Linked DNA regions of Zea mays: region 2 is linked to region 1. The links are chromatin contacts, called in public Hi-C maps. All regions are on one chromosome and are shown on one strand. The core of a region is the stretch at or near the end of the contact, and the rest is flanking DNA. Distances in the headings are between cores, read along the strand shown. Region 1 holds the start of LOC100286187 (peroxisomal membrane protein PMP22). Region 2 holds the start of LOC100283733.

Region 1 (7,501 bases), core at 1,659-4,158:
TAAATCCAGACAGGAAAGAGGTTGGGAGGGAATTTTTTTGAGGATGCAAATGCAAATTCAGTATGAAGTCATGCCAACATAACTAATTAAGTTACACACTTACTCTCAACAACATATCCATAATAGAACAAGAACAATATGTTATTCCAGGGAGAAGATGTCACTTGCTCCAGCAACACCTGAAAAGAGTACCATACATGAAAAATGTATGACAAGGTCTTCAACAAGTATAGCTTTAATTCAACCCCGAAAAAGGGAAGACCCAATGACAGAGGCTCCCACATGAGTGCAGGTTCCCTGTACTAAAAAAGGCTCTAAAATCCCATCATTAAGTCGCAGGGAAGGGATAGTTGGCTACTAATTTGAAGAAGCTACCGCTCTATAAATTTCACAGCAAGCTATCTATGTGAATTCTGAAAAAAAAACATTGCCAGTAATTCATCAGGACACGAGGTTGTCGTGTTCTAGTAAAAATGTCACAACAAAGTACAGGACTTTTTACTACCACCAGAAAAAAGAATGCTACTATGAGCAACAGTTTACTGCAGTTTAAACATTAATATCCGTTTCTTCCCAATTATTAGCTGGTTACTTAAGTCAAAATATTGACTTGATGTTTTATTTTAAATTCTGGATTTTATAGTTTGCAGTAGAACTACAAACTATTTATGCATACCATGCATGGAGAGAAGTGAACGCTGTGGTCCAAATTGCCAATGAAAAAGATATACCTTCTTTGCTATGGTTTTGGTATCCTTCTTCCCTTGGAAGATGTAATCCAAAATTTTGTGCAAGAAATGTCCAAATGGGCCACCATACGCAAAACCAAAGAGCTGCAATATATCATCAGAACATGGTGTCAGATTATAATACATAGGTACATGTAAACAAGGATAATAAATAAAAGAATAGAGGGATATAAAAGAAGATGCCCATACACAAATAAACTATTTTGGGCTGAAGCATATCATACATGAATGGATTGGAATAGAGTATGTGGAGTGCCATTTGTTTCTCAGCAATCAATGAAAAGGCAGATCCAGTATTGGAGGCTCCCACATGAGTGGAGTCCGGGGAAGGGATAAAACCTTCCCCCGTAAATACAGAGAGACTACTTCGAACTCGTGACCTGGTGACTCAAGCCCAGTTTGGGATTGCTTCAGCTACACAAAATTTGGTGAAATTGATGAAGCAGGTCATTAAGAGCTTCAGAAAATCGTGAAGCTGAAGTTACAAACTTTTAGCGTACATTTAGATAAGTCATTTTGTTTATTATTTATATTAAAAATATTTTTTAAAACTGTTCAAATGTATATTATACACTACAGCTTCACGTTGAAGCTGGAATCTAGAGCTGTGCTAAACAGCCCCTCAGTAAGACAACTCTCACCACTGCACTAGACCTGCTCTTTCTTGGCGATCAATGAAACAAAGTAAAAAAATTATAGACCGTAGCTTAAGTTAACTGTGAAATGTCTTTCAGTTTCATTTGGACTCAAACTCAATATCCTCCTAAAATATTTTTGAAAGCATGACAAGACATGAGACCACCAGTGAGACACTCTCTTCGCAAAAGAAAAGAGCCTCAACCTCATAGAAGAAATCCTACATAACTGGGCTGCAGATCATCTTTACAAAATTTGGCAGAGGAAACTAGCAGATAACCCAAAAGTGAAATTGTGGTGTGGATTTTTGTTTTGAAAAATGGCCAGATAATCATACATGATTCTGAATAAGTAGCAACATTCATTTGGTAGTGTAAACTAACGATTCATGCTTCACTCAACATTAAGAAACCATAAAAGTTCTATCGTTCCCCAACAAATTATCTCCAACTTCAACTTACGACAACATAAATCACACAGTGATACAGAGCCAAAGGAGATGACATTCACATTGCTGCAACTCAACAGCTGAACTGGAACTAGTTGCTGAATGACTAGAATTCAAGCAATACATCTTTCAACTGCACCTCCACGTCCTCCCAAGAATTTCCCCTAGAACCAGTTTAATAGAGCTACTCACTCCTAGAGGCTAGAACAGCAAGATTATAATTGAGCTGATTTAGGGAATTGCCCGTACTTTACATATCAGTATATCAGAAATTACAGTTGAGTTGATCTAGGGAATTCCCATTACATTATAAATCAGTATATCACCATAAACTGATTCTATTCTGATATAACTAAATGTTCTATTCTCCCAATGAATGAACAAGGAAAGATGCAGTTGCCCCAGTAACTGCATCTGTATGTACCAGAAACTAAATTCAAGGCAGCGTCCTTACCATCTTGAGCAGGAGTCTGCGTTTCTCAATCTTCTGGAACCCAGAGAGCTTCTGCGCCACGGAGTCACTGACGCCGGCGAGGCACCCCGCCGTGATCATCTACGCGTGGCAGCCAACCAAAGCAACCCACTTCAACAATCCCCCACTACCGATTCCCGAAACCGAAAGAGTGAACAAAATCCAAGAACATGACCAAAAGAGAAAACCTTTGTGCGGAGAGGATGTTGCTGGAGCTGGAGCAGGTACTGCCTCCACGCCCTGCGAGCCAGCGACCCTTCTCCCTTCCCTCCATCTCCTTTCCCTCCTCGTCCTGCACGTCCCACAGATGCCATAGCTGAAGTCCTCGAACCCCTTCGAAGTTCGACCCACCTATTCCAAGCACTGCGCACGCGCTCTTTGTATGCCCGCTTGATTTTTTTCGGTGGGGGGATTCTACGATGCCTGGGCCGGCGAGAGGATCGAATCGCGTGGGGAGTGATTCCGGAATCGTGAGCGCGGCGCCGAGGATAGCTGCCGCGGTGGTCCCTCACCGGCCGGACGATGCACGTGGTGGCTGACGTGTGGGCCAGAGGAAGTTAATCCCTTCTTCTAAAGTTAATCCCCACTAACAACCTGACAGGTGATAGGTGATGATATGCAGTTGGCGCTTTTATTAGGCCCAACCAATGCGCTTGTATGGACCGGGTTTTGATGGCCCAGTTTAGATGTTGGGCTTTATTTCTCTGGAAACTATTGGGAGGTCTAGGCCCCTCAGATTTGAGAGTTACAATAACTGAATAAATATTTTTACCGCTCTAAATTATAATCTATTACTCACTTCATACTAAAATATAATTTGTTTTAAACTAATCATATATTTATATATTAAGTAACATATAAATATATTTTTTATGTATATCTATATTCACGGAAAAAATAGGTTAACGGAGTGAGTAACTTTTAATAACTTAGCAAATACTCTTTTCGTTCTAAATTATAAATTGTTTTATTTTTTGCATCACATCTCTAGTAGGAGTTTCTTCCTTCATGTGTCATTCTTCTCCCCACGTGTGCTCGTCCCCCTTCCACACGCGGAAAACAATTTCACCCCACACACCAGCAAAAAATCAAAAAAAATTACACATTCATGGCACTACAAATATATATATATATATATTAAAAAATTTAAAATAAAAATTATGACGGATCGGCTCGGCACTGCGAGCAAAGAAGGCAGCTCAAGCACAGCACAATTTAAATCGTATGGGGCTGGATCGTGGCACTATTAAATAGGGTGCACCTTAGGCCAGCCCGCTAGACACAACCCATTTAGTCATCTATGGTCCATTACCTCTTCCCTCGCTGTCTCAGATGTCACGAGCATGAAAAAAGCAAGAGAAAAACTTTATCTTATCTAATCCCGCACCACATACCTCGCCATTCGCACTCAACCAATCTATAAGTTTAGATCGTGTTTGAATAACTATTTTATTTCAACAATGTTTGCCTATATGATATATAGAAACCATAGCGAAGCATGAGTAAAAAACTAGTTTGTTATGAATCTAGACATACATCATGCATATATGATTTTAAACGGAGAAGTATATTAACATATGACAATATTAATAAAGAGGGATGGCTAAAATTTTATGTAATGGAATAAGTTTTATGAGAATAAAGCTAGTTTGAACTGTTTACAAATGTTTATGAAAGTTATTTGCCTCTTAGATAAAAAAGAAAAAATAAAGTTCAATTTCACCTAGATTTTTTATCACTTGAGAAAATGAAATTCAATTATTTCTAACTATAGAATGCATCCAATAAACCTCCCCACAAAAGAATAAAATTTCACCATTGACAACTATACCATGCATACTCATACACCACAATGTTGCATTCTCCCTAATTTCATTCCAATTTGAGGCAAATGAAACATGTTTTCTAAATTATCCCTGATGCTCCGTTTGGATCATTAGAATTAAATTCCATTCTAACAATAGTAATTTTGGCATATATCAATTAAGCTAATTCAGTTTTATGCAAAATATATTTGTATGCTATTATTAGCAAGATGTCGGAGATATTTATGTGCTACATTTTTACTATAGATGAGTGAGACGAAGAACGTCATGTAAGTTACAGAGTAGAATCAAATTCTACTAATGCATAAAATAATTTTCCATCCTCCACCCCATGAATTTGAGATAGGCTTATATCTGAACTTTGGAAAGTGGTGGAATATCAAATTCCAAACTAAATAAGTTACTTTATTGAGTGAATTCCAATTCTCTGAAATGAAGGGATCCAAACGCCCCGTGAAGTTTTTTAAGGGCATGTTTGGTACGACTCCGTCTCTAGCCTGGATAGCATCTTGTGCGAGCGTGAGGAGACCTAGCAAAAACTATAGGAGGAGAAGCATTTTATGGTGAATAGTAGGAAGCCAAAGCCATTTCGTGGCTAGGATACAAAGACACAAAATTGGCTCCTTCTCAAGTGCTCCTAGTCCTCTAGAGGAACACTTTAGGTTGAGGAGGAGCCCTACCAAACTAGCCCTATGTTGCAAAAGGAGAAATATTTCTAGTTTTTTTATTTCTAGGAGTACTTATTTTGCACCCCTAAACTTTTGTCTTTCTTGGATGGAAATGTCTTAGGTGCACATCAACCTATTGGTGCAAACTGTACAAGCCAACATAAGAATAGAGATGGGAGGACCTTTTAAAAATATCCACAAAGAGGTTGAAGGGTTGTTTTGAAATATGTTTTTTAAAAGGTCCTCCCACTTTCATTCTTGTGTTGGTTTGCACGTTTTGCACCAATGGGTTGTTTTGCACCTAATACATTCCCTTATTGGATTGACCATCCTAACTTTGATTCTTGTTAAGCATCATAAACACTCATAGACATACACACACTCCCTATGTATACACACCGATGTCATATAATGACATCGAAGTATTATAGGTACCCGAGAGGATTGTTGAATGAAGGATAGAGCACAACACAAGTTGAAGGCACGTTGATCCTAGGTACTGACTTAGCTATCAACACAAGGGATATTTACAAAGGTTTGGGCTACAAATGCATAAGATCCTACATCCTCTTTATGTTTAATGGATTGGTAATGGTAGAGGTGAATAATATTACATGCTCAAATATTCCCGAGCTAGATGTTGGAACTTGCTCTCCCGAGCTAGTTGATCCAACGGGGGAGTGAAAGTAATGCAAACAAGGTTTCGGCTCAGGAAGGCAATTGCTCTGTTAATCTAGCCTCTCAAGGGCACTGTGCGGGGGTATTTATAGGTGCCTGAGTACCCAACGTCTTGGATTAAGGACGCATGTGCCCTCAAGCGCCTAGGTCATCCCCGGAATATTCCCATAAAGCAGGGTTACAGACTGTCATTACAGAAAAGCCTTTACAAATTGGGCCCGTAATACACTCAGCCGCGCGGGGCCTGTTACAATGGTTCGAATTCCGCGTGGGCCTTCGTGTTGGACGAGGACACGAGACGGGGCGACCTCGTCGTGGGCCTTCGTCTTGCGGCGTGTCGGACGAAGGGTGGAAACTGCCGGTCGCTTCGCCTCCGTTGGTGCGGCGAGATCGGCGAAGGCATCGAGCGAAGGGTAGCGTCTTCGCCTTCGGCCCAACATTTGCCCTCCGAGGGACCAGTTCGACTAAGTCATCTGGTGCCGAAGACGTCGCTAGATGGTGGAGACGCTGCCCTCGCTCGAAGTGGTTCCGTGTGGGTTTTTGATGTGACCGTTGACGGACGCGGCACTGTTGGACTGCGGGTTTCCCGAAGCGTCGCGTCCTATGTATAAAAAGGGGGCGGGCGGCGCGGGTCAGGTACTCTTTCTGCGTGCCATAAAACCCTAGCCTGCTCTTGAAACCGTTTGATCGCTCGCCTGCCCTCCTTGCTCCCGCTCATCGGAGATCTGGCCCGCGTGAAGCAGACCGCCCGCCGCCGCCGACGGTACGTAGCCATGCCGTCCTCTTCCTCTTCTGCTGCCGATACGCCGCCGGCCGGCACATCGTCCGAGGATACACTAAGCAACGTGGCGGCGGAGGAGTTGCGTCCTAGTGATACAGTGGAGTTTGGCGTGTCGCGGATGTCCTCGGTCCACGTGCAAGATATGCAATAGCTTGGATATTTTGGCAGCGGAGTGGGGCGTGTCCCGGGGGCGGAGGAGGTCCCCGAGCCAGAAGGGGAGTTGGTCGTTTTTGAGGCTTTTTTCGCCGCTGGCCTTCGTCTGCCTGCGCATCGATTCGTGGCGGAGGTCCTGCGGAGATTCGAGGTCCAGGTCCACCAGCTGACGCCGAATGCCGTGGTGGCCCTGGCGAAGTATGTTTGGGCGACGACTTCGTATGGCAGTCAGCCCTCTGTGGAAGTCTTCGCAAAACATTGTTGTCTGTATTGGCAAAAGAGGAAAATTGGACATGAGATTACACAATTTGGATCGTGCACATTTACGCCGAAGACCGGCAAGACTTCGATGGAAGTCGTGGAGTTGGTTCCTTGCGCCCGCAATAAATAGGGCAACTGGTGGGAATTCTGGTTTTACGTTTCCGAAGGCACAGTCGAAGACCACCCAGGGCTCCCCGTGGCCATCATGTGCTCGCATTATTACGTAGTGTACCCGCAGTTTGAGGTAGCGGAGGATGATGAAGACGAAGGAGCCCTTCGGTGCGCTGCCCGCATGAGTAGCGGGCGCGATCTTGTTGAGGAATTTGTCGGGTATGGGGTATGGCCATTGGCGCATGGCTGAGCGCTGGGCGAAGTATGCCCTCGCGAGATGCCCTCCCGGGGCGGGCAGCTGGTGCGAAGTCCTGCCTTCGCACTGGATTTGCGTGGCCGAGATCCCGCCGCATTCGTGCATGAAGCGGAAGACGGTGCGGCGAGGATCGTGGGGCGCTACGTGCCGAAGACAGAGGGTCTGCAGAGCTAGGATATCCGTGGGTCCAATGACAGGTTGAATCGGGTCTTCGGATTGAACCGGTTGTCGTACGGTGGTTATCCCGGGGAAGACGCCGCCGACCGCCGCGGGAAGAAACTGATGGGCGGGACCGACGAAGGGCCTTCGCAGGATGCTGCCCCGGTCGCTAAGAGGAGGAAATTAGGTACTACGGTGGGGGAATGGGGGTGTCTGATATTTTTGCTGTGGAGTTGATGGGGACATGCGTGGCCCCCAGGGGAAGGATATCTTCGCCCGAGCTCCGGGAGTCTTCGACGCGAA
Region 2 (7,501 bases), core at 2,825-5,324, 190 kb before region 1:
AGCGAACTGTTACTCTACCGGAGTGCTATCAAGAAGATTGTAAGCAGCCTCAGCATCGTTCTAACCAACATCGGCATAGTGGAAGGTTCTGTCTATCGCATTAACATATCTGAGCAAATGGAGGATGGAGTAAGATACTCCAAGCCAAGGTGTGGCTAACTCCAACGTGGACTAAGCAAGCATTTCAAGCTTGGCCGAACCACGAGATAAATCCCTACGTTTGTGTGTTCTGCTCTGTGATGTGGTATGTCTCTTTGTCTTAATTGCTTTTATACTTGCACTTCAATACTTATTTGTGGTATAAGTTGTCTTTGAAGTGTAGGATATTTTGAGACAGGAACTTCATTTCCACTGCCACCTACTCGACGTGATATTCTTTCTGTTGCAATAATACGCCGAGTAGAGTAAGTTTTTCAGTTTTCAAATGATATTTTTTATTCGCCTATTCACCCCCTTTAGACGACATCTAGATCATGTTCTCGGTCAAAGGGAACTTTCAGTTCCGCTCGAACCAGTATAAATCTTGCGCCCACTAAGCATACCATCTGAATTTCAGAACTTGAATACACAAATTTACATGTCGGTTTTGGTTTGAAACACCAACACCTAGTAATTAGTAAAACTTTGAATACCACCCTTATTCTTGTAGATCGACACCAATATACTTCTCTAGTTGTCAAGCATCTAGTTCGACTAGAAGATATGGTTGAACAACTTAGTTAGTCATATTATAGCTATGTTCTTGAAGCATCTCCATACCTTATTTGGGATACCATGAGAGCCCAATGTCTTACCCCCTTTCATCATTCTCAATGCCTCCCTAACTGAAAGGGAAATGTGCTATATGCCATTTTTATAGTGGTTTTGGTGTTTGATGACCAACACAACATTATGATCTAACTAGTTTGCTAAGTGTATGAGTGTAGGTTCATAAGATTCAAATTGATGGATTCAATGCAACATTTGGCTTAAACACAGGCTTGGAAGGGCAAAACATGGATAAGGTGAGCTATGACTAGTTCACAAGTTTGGATAAGTTCTAAATGGCCTTAGGAACTTATTTGAGCACCTTAGAGGGGTTGGATGATGTTTAGATTGTAGAAAAGGTGCATTTGAAGCCTAGTTTGAGCCAAAATAGGAAAATGAGTTGGATGATGCCAAAAGGTGAAGAACTATCACTTAGACTAGTTGGACAAACTCTAGAAATGTTTGTCTAAGTCATAGGAATGCTCTTAAGGATAGCCAAATCATACTGATGAAGAATTACCCAAGTTGGACTTAACTCAGTTGATCTACGGCGCACCAAACCGACTACATAGTGAAGGCAGTTAAAGACCTCGGTGGCCTAGTGCACCGAACCACTTACACAGAGAGGACATCAGCGAGACTTCGGTGTCCTGATGCACTAGACAAGTCTGGTGGTGCACCAGACCACTTACACAGAATGGTGTGTTCTTAAAGACCTGAAGGACCCAGCACGCTGGACCAGTCCAGTGTGCACCAGACCCGTCGAGTGCTACTCTAATGACTACATGACGTGACATCTGAAGTCGCAAGGTCTAGTGGGTCACCGAATCGGTCCGGTGCACTTGACATGGCAGCTTTCCATTGATTGTGCAGGCAAACAGGAGGTCTAGTGGCACAACGAACATGTACAACACAGGTCTGGTGCACCCGAGGCAAGTGTAGATTTTGAAATCTCACCTAATGGCTAATTAGGGGCTTTTGAGGTATAAATACCACCTTAACCGGCTAAGATAAATCAGAAGAGTTGTGCTTTCATTCTCAAACATATTTGCAACACCTCCAAGCCATTCCAAGAGATACAAGCAACACAATTGAGAAGATAAGGCTAGAGATAGTCCTTCTAGAGAGTGTGTGCTTGTGTGATCCTCGTTTATGCTGTGGTTTGTGTTGCTGTGTTCTTGCTCTTGTGTTGGTGATTCAATCATTGTAAAGGCTAGCAAGAGGCTCCGAGTTGTGGAGTGCCTTACGGAAACTTTGTCTATCACATCAGGAGATTCAAGGGCTCAAACTTGATCATTGGAGTCGCTTGTGAGGGTTGAAAGAGACTCCATCCTTAGGGACACCTCAACTGAGACATATGTTCTTTAGAACTGAACTCCAGTAAATCAAATCGCGTATCTCTCTTTGTTTGTTTTCTTTTGTTGCAATTTGTTCTTTCCTCCCCCTCTAAGTTCTCTTGCTTGGATCTTTCATTCAAAATTACTTGAGTTGTTCCCTAAGTTAATTCTGCATCCATTTGAACAACAAGTGAAAGATAACTCTCTCTCCATACTACCTGATTCGATTCTCTCTCGCTCTAACCACTTAACTTGGGATCTAGTTTGGGATGTGAACAAGCACATTTTACCGATGTGCCCATGGGTAAAAACCCTATAGGGTGCGGGTTTGGGTTTAAGTTTATACCTGCTAGTATGGGTGTAGTTTAGATTCTCAACCCGGCTGGGTTTTTCTTATGGGAATGAAAATTGTACCCGTACCCGCTAGGGGTGGCAATGGGTCGGGTTTTGGGCGAGTGCGCGGACCCGAACCCAAAACTCGAAACTAAAACCCAACCTGAGCCCGAAGACTATAACCGGGAAAACCTAGCTCCACACCCGGCAGGGACCTGAAACCCATCAGGGCCCCGAAACTCGTTGGAACTATGAAACCCACCCAAAACCTGGCTAAAAACCGCGGGGTCCGACCAACATACATACTAAACTACAACCTTTGCTGCTTTCAAAAAGAATTACAACACCATGCCAACATACATATTGATTGAATTCGTCTCGGCATCTGAAACTTGTTTACTAGTCATTTGAACGTAACATTTCTACCATATACTCCCTCCGTTTCAATTTATAATTCGTTTGACTTTTTTACCCCATATTTAACTGTCTTGTCTTGTTCAAAAAATCGTAATTATTATTAATTTTTACTCCCTCCGGTATAAAAACACATATCCTTCTATGCAATGAATCATGGACTACTAATTCTTGACATTGTACCATTTGAATGCATGTTTGGACTGAAATAACCTTGCATGAATGCATGCTAATAAACCAGCGCCGCATGCATTGATTCATCTCCATACCTCGGCTCCGGTGAATGTGTGGTGGGTTGCTGGCATCATTGATGGTTGCCATTATCAATATTTACTTGCATCGTTTACTGGTCACCGGTGATTTTCTCCTCTGGGCTGGTGTCAATAAAAAAAATCCGGTGACAGTGGGGACTCGAAAACAAAACCAAAGTATCAATAATATGGCTCAAACCACCTACTAAGCTACAAAGTGTTCGTACCTAAGATCAATACATTCATCTATTTAATGTGGGCACAATGGAAAATAAGACCTGCAATTGTCATCGTTTTTTATAGGGTACAAGGACGTCACACACACTCACACCACTACACACCACACACTATAATGATTGAAAGGTCTAAACCTCTAGTATGTGAACACACGCAATATCACTGAAGGCACACACGTGTGTACCCTATTCCTGAAAAAATCCTAGGAAAAAGGTGTCCCCTAGGGCTTGAACCCTGGCCGGGAGCGCTTCCGGCGCCTTTGACACTGTGCCACCGCTTTGGTATATGGTATCATGTCTTTTCCGGTGCCTTTGCCACTGCGTCGCAGCTTTGGTATATGGTATCATGTCGACATGTTTTTTTATACCGGAGGAAGTATGGATTTAGGCCCCGTTTGGCACAGCTCCGACTTCTTTAAAAATGACTTCGGCTCTAACTTCTCTTCAATAACAACTTATCTATAGGACCAAGTGTTTTTAAGAAATCATTTGGCAAACGACTTATCTTGACACAAGAGAAGGAGAGTAACAGGAGGAGCTGCTAGAAGCCAATTTTTTTGCTTCGGCTGCTCTCTATAAAAATGACTTCGGCTCTTTCATATTTTTTTGTTGAAAGCTTTTTTTAGATCGTTTGAGAGGGCTCTTTCCAAAGCAAGAGCGAGCCAGTTTGGGAGACCTCCCAAACATGCCCTTATTCATGGGTATCGGGCCGAGCAGAGCTAGAACAAAAAGGCAAGCCTACAGTGGTTTATCTCAATCAATTCGAATCCTATTCGTTGGGCTCGCTTTCTTCAGTTGCATTACTTGGCCCACACAAACTCTTCCCAATAAATTACGACCCCCAGCCAAGCTTTGGAGTGCGGTTCCCAACCATGGCGGCCTCCCCCACTTCCTCCCTCGCCCCGCCGGTGGTGCCTATGGAGCTTCACGCCGGCAACCGCGACCGCCTCGTCGCCGCGCTCCGCGGCCACATCTCCGCCTCCGCGCGCCCGCTCCACGGCCTCGTCCTCCTTCAGGTCCGTCCCACTCCCACTCGGCACTCCCCTTTTTATCTCTCCTCAAATTTACTGGTCTGATTGATCGTCGCGCCTACTTAAATTTTGGAGTGTTTTCGTTGTGTGAAGGGCGGGGAGGAGAAGACACGGTACTGCACCGATCACCTCGAGCTCTTCAGGTATTCGTGCTGAACGTAATCGTTTGTTTTGCCGGTATTTTTGGATGTTCAAGTTCAGACATAAATCGGGCAATGTTGCAGGCAGGAGAGCTACTTCGCCTATCTCTTTGGAGTGCAGGAACCAGGGTTCTACGGCGCAATTGTGAGCTATCTTCCTTTTGTTTCACCCCATTTTTGTAAATATAAGTGGATCCTGTTTCAGTCAATACAGCGGCAAACCAGGCTTTCATCATTCAACCTGTTTAATATCTTGGCGTATATCTTGAGTCTGCTGATATTATTACTGCTTATATATTTGTTGATGGCTTAGTCACTACATGTCAACTGGTCCTACTAACAATACTCATCGTAGGATCATGTCATGTTGATGATTCCTTTTTCTGCTTGTCATGTACTGATTTTTCTTTTGATTGTTATCAAAGGACATCGCCTCTGGACAGTCAATTTTGTTCGCTCCAAGATTGCCAGCTGACTATGCTGTTTGGATGGGTGAAATAAAACCTTTGTCGTACTTCAGGGTATTTTCCTCTTCTGAGGATTTGATCCTTTGTTAGTTATGCTACATTCTGAATTAGTGTAATCTTTTCATGAATATGTACCAGGATACATACAAGGTTGATATGGTCTTCTATGTTGATGAGATTGCAAGGGTTGTGCAAGATCATTTCGGGAACCATGGAAAGCCTCTTCTGTTTCTGCTACATGGGAGGAATACTGACTCTGGAAATTTCTCAAAGCCTGCTAGTTTTGAGGTGAACAATGTACCTTTTAAGTGCTAGAGAACATACAATCCATTTTTTTCACGCATTACTTGTATTTTTTTTCCAGATCTATGAAAGAGTAAACTACGTTGGTGGTCCCTAAACTATTATATCATTTTCATCCAGGCTCCTAAACTATAAAATTGCATATCTAGGGCGTACCCAGTGCCGTAGGCTTCCCGCACTGTGCGGGGTCTGGGGAAGGGTATCTTTAAGCGCCAAGCCTTACCCGCATAATATGCAGAGGCTGGGGCTCGAAAAATTTGCATATCTAGGACCCCTAATAAACTTTTTAAGGGGGTGTTTGGGATAGTTCCAGGTTCCAACTTCAGTATGGAGCTGTAGTTTATAATATAAATTTAAATAGTTTTTAAAATATTTTTAATCTAAATAATAAACGAAATGACTTATCTAAATGTCTTCTAAAGGCTTATAGCTTCCGCTCCACGATTTTCTGGAGTACCTAATGACCTGCGCTCCACGATTTTCTGGAGTACCTAATGACCTGTTTCACCAACTCCACCAAATTTCCTGGAGCTGGAGCTATCCCAAATAGGGCCTAAGTATCCCATCCTTGTCCAAAGTAGCTATGTCACAATCAATTAGCTGATGAGGCACTCCAGCATGAAGCCGACATGTGGGACCGTGGCTCATATTTATAGGGTCGGTCCCTAAACTATCATGTGATTCTACCTAGGTCCTAATATATGGATTTGCTCATCTAGGTCCCTAATCTATCGAAGTACTGCAATCCCAGTCCAAAGCAACATCTTCACGCTTTGTTCATTGTCGCATGTCTCGCCAAATAGGCTTATGAGCCTTTGCTTGTTATGGAAGTCTTTGACCTTTGCTTCTCATATCTGTGGAAAGCAACAACATCTCTAATGTCAAGCTCCTTGTAGCCACAATGTGGCAGCTGGTGAATCGAGTTGCTTTGGAGGTGCATGCTGGATTAAGCACCTTTCCAAGATAAGATGAGAAGCAGACAACAAAGGAGTTAAACAACAAGAAAAGGCTCAGAGCCTATTTGGTCAGCCACATAATGGTGAATGGAGCATGAAGAAATTGATTTGGCCTAAAATTGTAGTACTTTAATAGATTAGTGACCCAGATGTATAATTCCATAGTTTGGAACCTGGATGAGAATCACATGATAGTGTAGGGACCACTCCTGTAATTATGAGCTGCAAACCCATTCACCCATATGTCGATTTTCACGCTGGAGCACAGTCAGCTAATGGATTTTGGACATGGCTGTTTTTGACCTAGATGGGATTTTTAAATAGTCCAGGGACCTATATGCAATTTTGTAGTGTGAGGACCTAGATGAGAATGGCATAATAGTTTGGGGACCACCATTGTAATTTACTATTTATCAAAATTATATGTTAAAATTAGATACATACTGTGTTTTCGGATAGATAATAGATGTCTTTAATTATCAAAATAATTCATTATGTTTTTGTTCCATGCTAGGGGATGGAGAACTTTGATACTGATTTAATTACACTTCATCCAATTTTAACCGAATGTCGTGTGATTAAATCTGATCTGGAGCTTGCTCTCATCCGGTATGCTAATGATGTCAGTTCTGAAGCTCACATTGAGGTATAGAAGTTCCTATTTACTCTTTTATTTCATCATCATTGGTGTTTAGATCGCATCCAGGCAATGTTTCGAGGTTGTTACACCTTTGGAATATTTACATTGGAAAGTGGAGAATATAGGGAAAACACCTAGAATAAATGTTTAGGTGCTAGGTGAATCAATCTTGCTCCAGCTAGTCTTGGTCCAAGGTGCTGTCCAACTTCACTTTTTTCACCAACAGACGCTTTTTCCTGGAAAAAGATGAAATTCGATGGGGTTTAGGGCTAGTCTTGGTCCAAGGGTTGCTATTCCTTTTCCTTTCTCCTTGGGTTGTGAAAATATAATAAAGGTATTAATTGGGTTACTTAATAAGTGGAACAACTATTACGGGCCGTTTGGATCTATTCATTTTGGAGGAATTGGAATTTACTTTATAAAGTAGTTTATTTGGTTTGGAATTTGACATTCCACAACTTTCCAAAGCTCAGATATAAGGCTATCTCAAATTCGTGGGGTGGAGTATGGGAAATGATTTTATGTATCAACGGAATATGTTTCTACTCGGCAACTTATAAGACACTCTTCAGCTCATTCCTCTTTAGTAAAAATGTAGCATATAAATATCTCTCACATATTGCTAATAATAGTATACAAATATATT

What was found. A called contact is a pair of places that touch in the nucleus more often than the background predicts.
Region 2: a contact with region 1 is called in a Hi-C map of leaf, with 2.4 times the contacts expected there. The contact joins the promoter of LOC100283733 here to the promoter of LOC100286187 in region 1. A contact is called at or near these places in 10 of 25 Hi-C or Micro-C datasets (bundle sheath, ear, leaf and 3 more).

Annotation. Positions count from the first base shown.
Region 1 is chr5:155,915,166-155,922,666 of Zm-B73-REFERENCE-NAM-5.0, reverse strand. LOC100286187 (peroxisomal membrane protein PMP22) reads right to left here and starts at 2,908. Exons shown (of 7, transcript NM_001159075.2): 1 at 2,494-2,908; 2 at 2,288-2,386; 3 at 732-833; 4 at 104-179. The coding sequence starts at 2,619.
Region 2 is chr5:156,104,368-156,111,868 of Zm-B73-REFERENCE-NAM-5.0, reverse strand. LOC100283733 reads left to right here and starts at 4,074. Exons shown (of 16, transcript NM_001156632.2): 1 at 4,074-4,334; 2 at 4,443-4,492; 3 at 4,574-4,634; 4 at 4,915-5,010; 5 at 5,095-5,244; 6 at 6,730-6,861. The coding sequence starts at 4,191.